Regions from separate parts of the Mus musculus genome. Here region 1 is linked to region 2. Evidence: chromatin contacts called from public Micro-C data. All regions are on one chromosome and are shown on one strand. Each heading gives the region's core, a stretch centred on a gene start, on an enhancer-like site or on the middle of the called end of the contact. The rest is flanking DNA. Distances are from core to core; before and after follow the strand shown. Region 1 has its middle 31 kb from the start of Prl. Region 2 has its middle 120 kb from the start of Prl.

The links. Hi-C and Micro-C count contacts between places; a contact is called where the count stands out from the background.
Region 1: a contact with region 2 is called in a Micro-C map of embryonic fibroblasts, with 2.8 times the contacts expected there. The contact joins two enhancer-like sites. A contact is called at or near these places in 1 of 15 datasets of contacts at CTCF or cohesin (the NIH/3T3 cell line) and 3 of 484 Hi-C or Micro-C datasets (embryonic fibroblasts, muscle stem cells and pancreatic cancer cells).

The regions. Positions count from the first base shown.
Region 1 is chr13:27,023,960-27,029,746 of GRCm38.p6, forward strand. No RefSeq gene overlaps it. Among named protein-coding and RNA genes, the nearest start is that of Prl, 31 kb to the right of the region's middle. Within about 2 kb of position 2,867, at least 26 of the 459 cell types and tissues checked have an H3K27ac peak or open chromatin away from gene starts, as enhancers often do. A contact at or near this core is called in the NIH/3T3 cell line, embryonic fibroblasts and pancreatic cancer cells, where this site is marked.
Region 2 is chr13:26,936,570-26,942,351 of GRCm38.p6, forward strand. No RefSeq gene overlaps it. Among named protein-coding and RNA genes, the nearest start is that of Prl, 120 kb to the right of the region's middle. Within about 2 kb of position 4,027, at least 36 of the 459 cell types and tissues checked have an H3K27ac peak or open chromatin away from gene starts, as enhancers often do. A contact at or near this core is called in the NIH/3T3 cell line, embryonic fibroblasts and pancreatic cancer cells, where this site is marked.

The sequences.
Region 1 (5,787 bases), core at 1,617-4,116, 86 kb after region 2:
TCAAGAAGAATGAAGACTGAAGTGTGGACACTATGCCCCTCCTTAGAATTGGGAACAAAACACCCATTGAAGGAATTACAGAGACAAAGTTTGGAGCTGAGAAGAAAGGATGGACCATGTAGAGACTGCCATATCCAGGGATCCACCCTATAATCAACTTCCAAATGCTGACACCATTGCATACACTAGCAAGATTTTATCGAAAGGACCCAGATGTAGCTGTCTCTTGTGAGACTATGCCGGGGCCTAGCAAACACAGAAATTTATGCTCACAGTCAGCTATTGGATGGATCACAGGGCTCCCTATGGAGGAGCTAGAGAAAGTACCCAAGGAGCTAAAGGGATCTGCAACCCTATAGGTGGAACAACATTATGAACAACCAGTACCCCGGAGCTCTTGACTCTAGCTGCATATGTATCAAAAGATGGCCTAGTCGGTCATCTCTGGAAAGAGAGGCCCATTGGACACACAAACTGTATATGCCCCTTTACAGGGGAACGCCAGGGCCAAAAAAAAATGGGAATGAGTGGGTAGGGACGTGGGGGGGCGGGTATGGGGGACTTTTGGGATAGCATTGGAAATGTAATTGAGGAAAATATGTAATAAAAAATAAATAAATAAATAAATTAATTAATTAATAAAAAGAAGAACTCAGCATAAACCTCACACTAATGTTCCCCTTTTGTTACATGTGAGCAAAACATGGATTATTTTATGTTGCTTGTGGAATGTATTGCATCACTATGGATAAAAATGCTGGGAAAATTTATCCCAGTCTAGATGGAAATGGTGGAAGTTTTAACCAACATCAAGTGTATGAGTGTAGCAAGGGTCATGGTATTCTGTTACTCTCTGGGAAATCTTACTCTATAGTTCTCTAATCAGGTGCTACAATTAGCAAATAGCCATTAATTTACCTTTAAGTAGTTCTTGAAAATAAATTTCAATTTTGTATATATATATATATATAGAGAGAGAGAGAGAGACAGAGAGAGACAGAGAGAGACAGAGAGAGACAGAGAGAGACAGAGAGACAAAGACAGAGAGACAAAGACAGACAAAGACAGAGAGATTTATTTGAGTAGATAAAGCATTTTTATATATGTTGTTTGTATGCACTTCACTGTCTTTTTTCACACACCCAACTCTTCTCCCAGTACTAAAACAAATTGATGATTCTTTAGTGAAGATACTAGGTGAAATACCAGAACTACATTTACAAATTATGTCATAAAAGCAAAAGAAAACATACATATTCTGGTCTGTTTTCTGCTATCTAATTTCTAAGTTCTTGTTTCTGAGTAGGTTAAAGCCATGTAAATCTTCTGGACAACAAAGGAAATTACTGGATTTTTATTGTTATTGTCATTATTATTTTATATTCAAGCCTGACATGGGTAAATTATTGAGTTTAAGTATTGAAGAAAATTTGAAGCATAATTTAAGCCAGTTCATTATTTCATTTAACTAGTAAATTAGCTCAACTTCTTTTTCCATTTCATTAGAAACAATAATATGGATTCAAGCAAACTTGATGAACTCCTAATGAACTGGAATATTAAATATGCAGAAAAAAGGAGCGCAAAGCAAATTTTAATTTTCCTCCCTTTTACACTGACACATATCATAAATCCAAATTAGTCTAAACTTTCCTCGGTCTTATTCTTTCATTGATTCTCATTTAAGTTTAGAAATAGGAGCTTCGGTCATGGTTACTTGCTCTGTCCTCGATCCAGCTCACCCTTTTCCATTACACTGCCTGTCTCTGCAGAGTGTGTCCTGTGGACCATATCAGTATAACCTATCCTTGCCTTATCCACTACATGTTGTCATTAGAAAGCCCTGGAAAGAAACAGATCAGTAAAATTAAAAAAATATGATGTCAGTGAATTCATTCCCTGAAACTTGCACATTCAATGGTGTCCTCCTAACACAAAGCACTACTCCTTCATAGTGATTTTAGGGAGAGTCTCTGTATTCAAATTCTAGTCATTCTATCTTCCCCTCCTCTCTTTGAACCTAAGGGAGTGCAGTTCATTCACTGCTACCCAATCCCTACTATTTTATTAATAATCTTTCTTTGTACTATTAAATCCCATCGTGTCATCCACTTTCTGTTTGAACTTCACCACACCCTTAACTGAGAGGAGAGACTCAGTCGCGACACATCCCAGGTCAGAATGGACTGTCAGCATACCCTGTGGGGACAATGTCTTGACTATTAATTGATGTAGGAAGGCTTAGCTTATTGTGCCTGACACTCTTCCCCGGCAGGTACTACTGGGCTTTATAAGAAATAATAAACCTCAGAGACAGCCACCAAACAGTATTCCCTATTGTGTTGTCTTCAAGTTCCTCTTAAGTTCCTGCTCTGACTTCTGATAGGAAAGAGGTAGAAGTATAATGATCTGAAAGTATACTCCAAAGAAACATTTTCTTCCATCTCCTCAGCTGCCTTTGGTCAAGGTATTTTATAAAAGAAAGTAGTCAAGATCAGATTCTTAAACCATATAATCTAGTTTTATAAATTGAGGGTTTGGTGTCATGGACAAGGGCCAACTGCTCCCTATGCTGTCAGTGAAAAAGGAATTAAAATACAGTAGAATTCCTAGTTGCTGGCAAAGCAAAGCCTTCTGGTATTAAGTAAACGGATGAGATGATGAAGATATTAGTTGCAGATCTTCAAGGAAACCTTTGAGATGTTCATGGGAGTCAACTTTGAACTTTTGTAGGTACAGGAGCTCAATATTTGTAATCAGAAATATATCTTCTGTCCATGTTGACTTTCTTTTCAGTCATGCTGTACACACGTGGCTGAAAATGTAACCACTAGAAGCTTGGAGTTCCCTCCTCCTAGTAACTATATTCAAAATGCCATAGGGTTTTACAGTATTAGTCATGTACCAGTCTGTGAGCAGCTACAGCTAGTTCTATATTTGATCTTTAGAAGAAGCTTTCCTCATGCAGCTCAAGTAGGCCTTGAATTCAACTTGTTATTTGGATAATGGTGACTGCTGATTTCTGGGTTTCTCAATCAGCACCAACATACCTTGCCTACACATAGTTGGTCAAGCTTAAAATTGTTGGCCATCCTTAAGGTAGGATATCAGGAGCCTTACTACCACAAATACATAGATTTGAGTTGAAGATAAATTATTCTTAAAAGAAAAAAAAAAAAGAACTTCCCTCAGAAAACAGAACTAACAGAATGTTCCATAGGGAGAAGCAATAGATATCTAGTATAGAAGCAAGTATGGATTCGGTTATTAAACTAATTTATATTCCACATACACCACCATCCCCCAAAAAACACTGGGCTAATTCAATCTTTGTTTAATGGGAAGAAAAGAAGAAAATATCAAACTAGATACATCACTGGCAGGTGTGCATACAGAATTTGCAGATCTCAGAGTGTTTCCTGTGCCCTGTCTCACAGATCAGGCGCTCTGCATTGAGAGTTCCAAATTACTTAGTCAGAGCTTGTGAATCAGACAAATTTTGTGAACTCCAAGATTGTAAAAATCACTTTGAGAACATGCATTGTGTGCCTATGTTGTTAATAAGATGAAGTATAAAAAGTACACTGGAAACATTTAGAAATCTCTGTGGAAATTTAGCCAGAGACCTACCAAGATATATTTCTGGGCCAAAGGCCAAAGTTTCTCAATTGGTCATGTGTTCTGCTCTTGAATCTACATTTTACCCAGGACCTTGGGGTCATTTTAATACTAAAAATAAAGCTTCCAACCCTCTTTGAAAACAACTTGACTAAGAGTTTAAACATAATATAATAAAATAAAATCCTGGTTGTATACACTCACTGATTCAGACATGGATGACTAGTACAAAAGTCATATACTAGGGATCATGAAATTGGAGATAGTTCTGACACATTAGTGGGTTTTCTGTGCTGAAATTCTGAAGACAAATAAAAAATAAAAAAAAACAAAACAAGAAACAACAACAACAAAAACAAAACAAAACAAAATCAAACAAAAACAAAACAAAACAAAACAAAAACCCACCAGAAAAGTCCCTTGCATTCATGGTAAAGAGATTCATGCAAAGGATGCCAGAACACTCTGTGCCTCTTAGTATGTTAATATGAAATTTTAAAATGATTCTTAACGTTAGGAAAAAATTCAAACTTGGAAACTGAGCAGAATTTCTTTGTTTTTTTTTCTTGAAAACTGTATTGAATTTCTGGTTTATATTTGTGTGTTTGCATGTGTGTATTGTATGTATGTGTGTGCACATGTATACCTTCCTGTATTTGGTATATGCTTGTTTTTGTGTTTGTGGTATATGCATGTTCATGTGACATATGAATGGGTGTATATGTGTGGCATATTTATATTTATGTTCATATTTGTGGTGTATGCATTCTGGTGGTGGGGGTACCAGGCTAGTGGGGGGAATCTTACTTGGGTATGACATAGGTTGACATTTGATGTCTTCCTTTCTTCCTGTGTCATACACACAACTATAAGGGATGATGGGGCAAGGAACTCAGGTCCTCATACTTATACAAGCATTTTATCCACTGAAGTGTTTCTGTTACCCAATCATAAGCACTGTTTTATATGTGTTTTTCTTTAAGTAACACCAACTACTGATTTCTGGGTCCATCATGGCCTTGGTAGGAACAGAATGACAAGGTTCTGGGCCCTGGCTCTTTTGAGTAGTAATGTACATATTGTACATTCCTTCTTTGAGGAATGTCCTCCTTGTTAATGTTAATGACTCCATGATAATCAGACTGCAGGAATCCAAAAGGTGTGGCTGATGTCTCAGCAAAATGGTAAACATTGGGACATTCAGGACAGCCCTTAAGGCTATAGAAAAGAACATGAGTTCAAAAAGATATAATTTCTCAACTATGCAAAATATAAGGATGCAATATGAATTGTGATGGGCTTCAGGACTCTAACGGAGCAGAGGTAGCTACACTATGAGGCAGTTTATCAGAAAGATACAAAAACAGACAGATTATTGAGTTCAAGGTCAGCCTGGGGCACAGAGAGTCCAGGTCCAGGAACACCAGAAATGGAAATTTCAGGACAAGGTCCCACCCAGCCAGTTAAGGATGTGTGCTTAACTAAGGCAGGCAGAGTTCTGAATTCTTTTGCAATGTTAGAAGAAAATATATCCTTGCTGTCTCCTAAGAGTTAAGGGGCTGGGTTCACGGGATGCTGAATCATAGGATAAGAAAAAGGAAACATGTAAATGACTGGATTGAGATTGATATGTAAAATAAAAGACTGGTCTTATGATCTGCTAGAGATGAGATATTCAGAGAATTGTTTAGAATAGCAAGAAAAAACTGCTTGGAGAATTGTCTTGAGCAGAACACACACACACAACACACACACACACACACACACACAGAGAGAGAGAGAGAGAGAGAGAGAGAGAGAGAAAGAGAGCTCATAAGAAAAGAGAGAGCTCATATGATCTTGTAAGAGGAAGAAAGGGAAGGGAAGGGAAGGGAAGGGAAGGGAAGGGAAGGGAAGGGAAGGGAAGGGAAGGGAAGGGAAGGGAAGGGAAGGGAAGGGAAGGGAAGGGAAGGGAAGGGAAGGGAAGGGAAGGGTAGGGAAGGGAAGGGAAGGGTAGGGAAGGGAAGGGTAGGGTAGGGTAGGGTAGCAAGCACAACAGAGAAAAAGCATGTTGGAAAGTTATCTCCAGCAAAACAAAAGGGCAGCAGCTTGAGCTGCTTGGACCCATGATTGAACTTCTAGTCAGATGTTTTGCTTCTCCTAGAAACCCCTTCCTCAAAATCCCTCTTC
Region 2 (5,782 bases), core at 2,777-5,276:
TATTGAGTCTTTGCCTCAGTAATTAAAGGTATTTTAATTAATATGTTAATTTTTTAATTTATAAATTCTAATATAATTACTTATTTTCATTTAGGAAATCTAACATGTATGAAAAAATGTATAGGGATATTAGATGGATAAAATATGGATTTACAGACCTTAATAATAAGAAATGATTAAATGTTGCCATCCCACAGTCACATCTCTGATCATACTTGTTTGTGTCTGAAAGAATTATATGGATGGAAATGGAGAAGAGACTGAGGAAAAGAAGGTGCAACACCAGGACCAAATTGGGATCCAGTTCAAGAGGAGGGCCCAAAGCCTGCCACTATTACTGAGACTATGAAGCGCTCACAAAAAGGGACCTAGCATGACTGCACTTTGGAAGACCCAACAAGCAGCTGACAAGAGCCAGATTCAGATATTTACACTCAACCACTGGACAGAAGAAGCTGATCCCTGTGGTTGAATTAGGGAAGGCTGAAAGAAGCTGAGGAGAAGGGCAATCCTGAAGGAGGACCAGCAGTCTAAATCTGGATCCCCAAGATATTGCAAACAATGGACCGCCAAAAACAGACAGTATACACCAGCTGATATGAGGCCCCCAACACACATACAGTAGAGGACTGCTGGGTCCAGGTTTAGTCAGAGATGATGCACCTAACCCTCAAGAGACTGGAGGCCCCAGGGAGTTTAAAGGTCAAGTGAGGTGGGGGGTGGGGGCATCCATGTAGAGATGGGGTGGGGTGGGAAAGAGGTGTGGGATGTGGAGCAGTTGGAGGGTGGATGGGGGGCAGGGAATGGAATAAGAAGTGTTAAAATTAAATTAAAAATGTAATTAAATTAAAAAACAAATAATAAGTATTTTAAATGTAAAGATGAACTATATAAGTAATGATAAACAATATAAACAATGAACCATATAAAACATGTGATAATCATAAATTCATTACGTACAGATAACTGTCCTGGAAGACTGACTACCTTCTGGGTGTTTCAATAGGAAATACGAAGCATTCAGTATATTTATGAGTTTGTGACTAAGGCCTTTTTATTCTAAACTGTAAGAAATGTCGACAGGATGAAGAAGATTTTGAGAATGGACCTCTAGCAGTTTCCAAATTCAATGGGCCAGCTGTAGGAAACAGGAAACAGCAGCAGGCAGGTTCCTGTCATGTTAAAGCCCTTCCATAAGCCTTGGGCCTTTAATCATATTCCCTGCATGGGCTTGGGAAATTGGGAATCCCCATGCTTCTGGACAGGCCTTATGATGAGGAGTCATCATGCCTCAAAAGCAGCCAGTGTTTCCACTCCTAGGCCTGTGTAGCATCAGACGATTTTGGTTCTAAAGATCTCGCAGATCTCTGAAATTCTCCTGTGGACAATGGTCTGCAGTTTCTCTTTCTTTGTCTTTATAGATTTCTATCTTTTTTGAGCCTCAGCTCTATCCATTGTTCCTGCCTAATTCCAATCTCTAATTGTGCTACTGCATCTTCTACAGTTATCAGACAGCTGCTCTTTCATGACTATAGCCAGGCCTGCTGACTGTTGAGCTATCACTAGTACTAATGCTTTCTTGTTTCTAACACTGTTACTACGTGGCTATCTCTTTGTCATTCTCTTGTTACTAGCTCAGTCTAAGCTATAAAGGAAAAGAACACCTGAGAGAAATACTCCATTGGGTTCTACACAGCTATACTAGTGGAACCAGGACAAGAAGACACTTCCTCATTTGTTCACCAAGGAAGCCTGGATAACCTATTATACAGGGAGAAAGGGGTATTTACACTGATTGCAGAAATGCATGCATTCAAGGTGAGGGATTATATTCGTAGTAGTCACAGAAAACTTTGTGTGTCAAGGAGGGTTTGTATTTTCACAAACTACAGCAAACCTCAGGGAACTGAAAGTCTGTGTTTGCAACATTCTTTACAATGTCTCTTTTGCACTAGTCAAAGCAGTTCCTAGGTTCCTGGAGGAAGTGCTCCTTCTGTCCTTTATGGAAATGGTTACAGAGTCATTTAGAGTTCAGTGACAAATGTGAAAGAAGACTGCTATAAACTGTCTGAGCAGTCTCATTTATGATAACCCCTTTGGAGTCAGAATGATCAGTTGTGATTTTGGTGAGTTTTCTCAAAGCATAGGTGGGGTGTTCAAAATGATCAGAGTACAGAAGAGTATGTCCTTCTGTTTGATGAACAGTGCTTTTGCTCAGAAGAGTCAAAGAAGAAAAAAGAAGTGTTGTCAGGAAATCAAATTCTCCTTGTCCAACTTTATTTCCAATTGACTGGAGATAAGCATCAAAAGGCATGTTTCCAGAATGACAACCTCCCTCTACACACCACTCAAAATGGTAATATCATAAACAGGAAGCCATTGAAGGGAACTCTTACAAATTATGATAAATATGTGGAAATGTAGGTCTCCATAACTGATGGCTTCTGGCTAGGGTGTAGGTGGGGAAGGGCTCAGTGTTCTTTAAGGGGACTGGCCACTGGGAGGTTGACCATGTCCCACTGAGTATGTGGGCAACAAAAATTAGATTTGTGGTTTTTTGGGGAAAGGGTGTCACAAGTGTAGGGAGGCAGACCTTTGAAGACTGGAAAGTGGGTATAATTGGGGTATATTTTGTGAAATTCCCAAATCATTAATAAAAGTATTATGTTGGAAAAAATTATTAGGTATTTTCTTTATTTACATTTCAAATGTTCTCCCCTTTCCTAGTTTCCTCTCTGAAAGTCCCCTATCTCCTCCTCCTTCCCCCTGCTCCCCACCCCACCCACTCCTGCTTCCTGGCCCTGGCATTCCCCTATACTGGGGCATAGAACCTTCACAAGACCAAGGGCCTCTCCTCCCATTGATTACCGACTAAGCCATCCTCTGCTACCTATGTAGCTACAAGTCCCACCAAGTGTTTTCTTTGATTGGTGGAAAAACATTGAGCAGCTTAAAGAGCTGTATGTTTAATGGTAACAGTCCTTAGTAAATGTAGAGAGGTTTAAGGCTGCCCTGTTCTCTAGGGAGAGATGACTCCCCTTCATCTATCTCATGTACACACACATGAAACTTTGCCTTGGCCCTTTTATGCATACAATTTAGCATTGCTTCAAGTGTGTATTTTATTATGTGAATATTATATGCAAAAAGAAACACTTCAATATTATGTAAACATAAAAAAATTAATTATTTTCTAACCAAATTTTTTTACCCTGTTTACATAGGAAGGGTGATGCTGGGAAGCAAGTTCCTTTGATTGCATGTTATAATCTGCACAGCTTGTGATATGTGACAAAAGTGCTCTAAAACAAACTAGAGGGCAGCCATGTTCTTTCCCATACTCTGTGACTCCTGTCCTACCTTTCTTGTTTCCTTTCCTGGAGAGGTCGCAGACCTTTCCTGGCTAGGCGATTGCTCATCCTTCTGGTACTTTTGGCAGAGAGAAGGCCAAATACATGTGAGTAAAAATGAGTAAGAATCTAAATTAGAACTGAAGTCGGTTTAATAACCCCAAGTTCTCCTCAAAATAAGCTACTTTAAGATACAATAAATACACACACACACAAGCTCTGCTTCTTGCCTTATTCCATCCATTTGCTGTGAACTTTATTTTCTTCCAAAAACATGGAAGTAGGTGATCTGTGTTAAAGTCATTAGAATCACCTTTCCATGCCTAAGAGTATACCACTGAGATCTGTGTATGGACACACCCCATCCTTTGTAATATTGCTGCAAAGCCGAGTGCACATAATAGGCCTTGGGAGCCAACAGTGGCCAGAGACCATTCTCCTACATTCCTAGCTAAGATTTTAATTATTCTTGTAAAATCTCTGAAGGAAAAAGGACTTCCCTGTATGGTTTTTGGGGTGTCCAGGTGGTCCCTGATTGGAATGACTCTTACTGGAGCAAACTCAAAGATGCAAATTTAGAATGGTATGTCCTTTTCTTGAACAGAATGCTTCTGTTATAGTCATTCTGTGTCATCAAGAACCCCTACAGTAAAGTTCAGATCCTTATCTATGAAGTCCTAGCTCTCACATCTCTTTGCTGAGCCAGAGGATATGACTCAGATCCTACTCTTCTGCCCAGCAGCTGAATTCCAAGTGTCCCAGGCATTTATGCTGCTGGCTGCATGCAGGCTATGAAGCAGGATACCATTATCAATAGCTCTAAGCCTAGTAATGCTTAACTAGCTTCCTTACAAAAGCACACACACTTTAGAAGAGTAGGAATATCAGAAACTTTCTACTCTGCTAACAAAACTCATATGAATTCGAATGCAATGAAATTTCAAACTAGCATAGATTCAAACTAGCTGAATTTTCAAACTAGCATGTATCGCTCATTAAAAAAAAAAAAAACCTTTGAAAAAAGTCTGGCATTTTCATTTATAGAATAGAATAATATAGTGACATAAATTTCTTCATAAATAAAGAAAAATACTGTGAACAACTAACCACTGTTTTATACTTGAAAAGAATGGAGACTTACCTTAAAATTTCAGTTTCCTGCTGTAGTATACCTCATTTCACAGACTACCAAGTCTCCTGAAAATTTACTCATAGTCAAACAACTGTTCTGCAGTTTTTATTCTTATTTCCCCTGAAAAATTAAGTTTGGAACCCTAAAGAAATCCTAAAATTACATAGAAAAAATTTACCCTTTTAACGATTTCTTTAATTGCTACAATACTATATGACAAATCACCCTAAAGTCTGTGGTTTTAAAGAGAAAGTGGTAGGTTTTGATCATGTCTCCAGGTCAGCGATTTTGATGTGCTCAGAGGGACTTGACTGTACAGTTCTGGTCTTAGCTGGACTCACTAACCTTCATGAATTTACGAAACAGTCCCTAAGGAAATCAGTCAGGACAACTGAGGCCTTTTGATTTTTAGGCATTTGGCTTTCTTTAGCAGGCTAGGTTGGCTTTGCTATCTTGGTTTTTTCAGTGAAGCAAGAGACAACCAGAAAGAACTGAAGGTTTGTTTGTTTGTTTGTTTGTTTGTTTGTTTGACAGATTGTTGTGTGTTTTGCAGGTTGTGTTTATGCTCAACTACTAACATACATTTGCTAGAACAATTTTGAGTGAAGCTCATATTGTTGGGGACAGAAGGCAAATTGTGAAGTCTTGTGGCTGGTTGGCTTCAAGGAAGAGAGAAGAGAACCACAGTTATTAATATGTTAATTTTAAGGCAGCATCAGATTTCCATGTGACAATGTTAGCAGCAATAATCCAGATGAACAAGATAATTCCTGTTTTGAGATGTAATTGAGTTTAATTCTCTGAAGTACTACAGAAGATTTAAATATATATATATTTTTCCTTGACTGGTTACAAAATTCATGGTTGGGACCCTTATTTTAGATTAAAAAGAGCAAAGCATGCAAAATAAACTAATACAAATTGTATACGATTTAGAAATACTTGTAAGGAAATTTAAACCCAAAGAAAGGAGAATGCATACAAGTTTTATGCTAGGGATGATAGCCATGTGGACAATTTGGTCAAGTGTTCTAAGCTATAGGGCTATGATTCTGCCCTGTAGAGAGAGGGGTAATCAAAAGAGAGAGACTTAGAGACAAGTGCCCCTTTCTTTGGCTAAACATTGAAGGAGAGATCTTAAGATAATAGATACCACAACCAGGCAAGTGATACACAGCTTTTGGGAGGCATATATGGCAGGGGTATCATCAGATGTGTGACTCAAGTCCAATCCATAAAACAAATTCCAGGACCAGAAACACAAACAAAAGAGGTGGGAGACCCCTAAGAACACCCTACT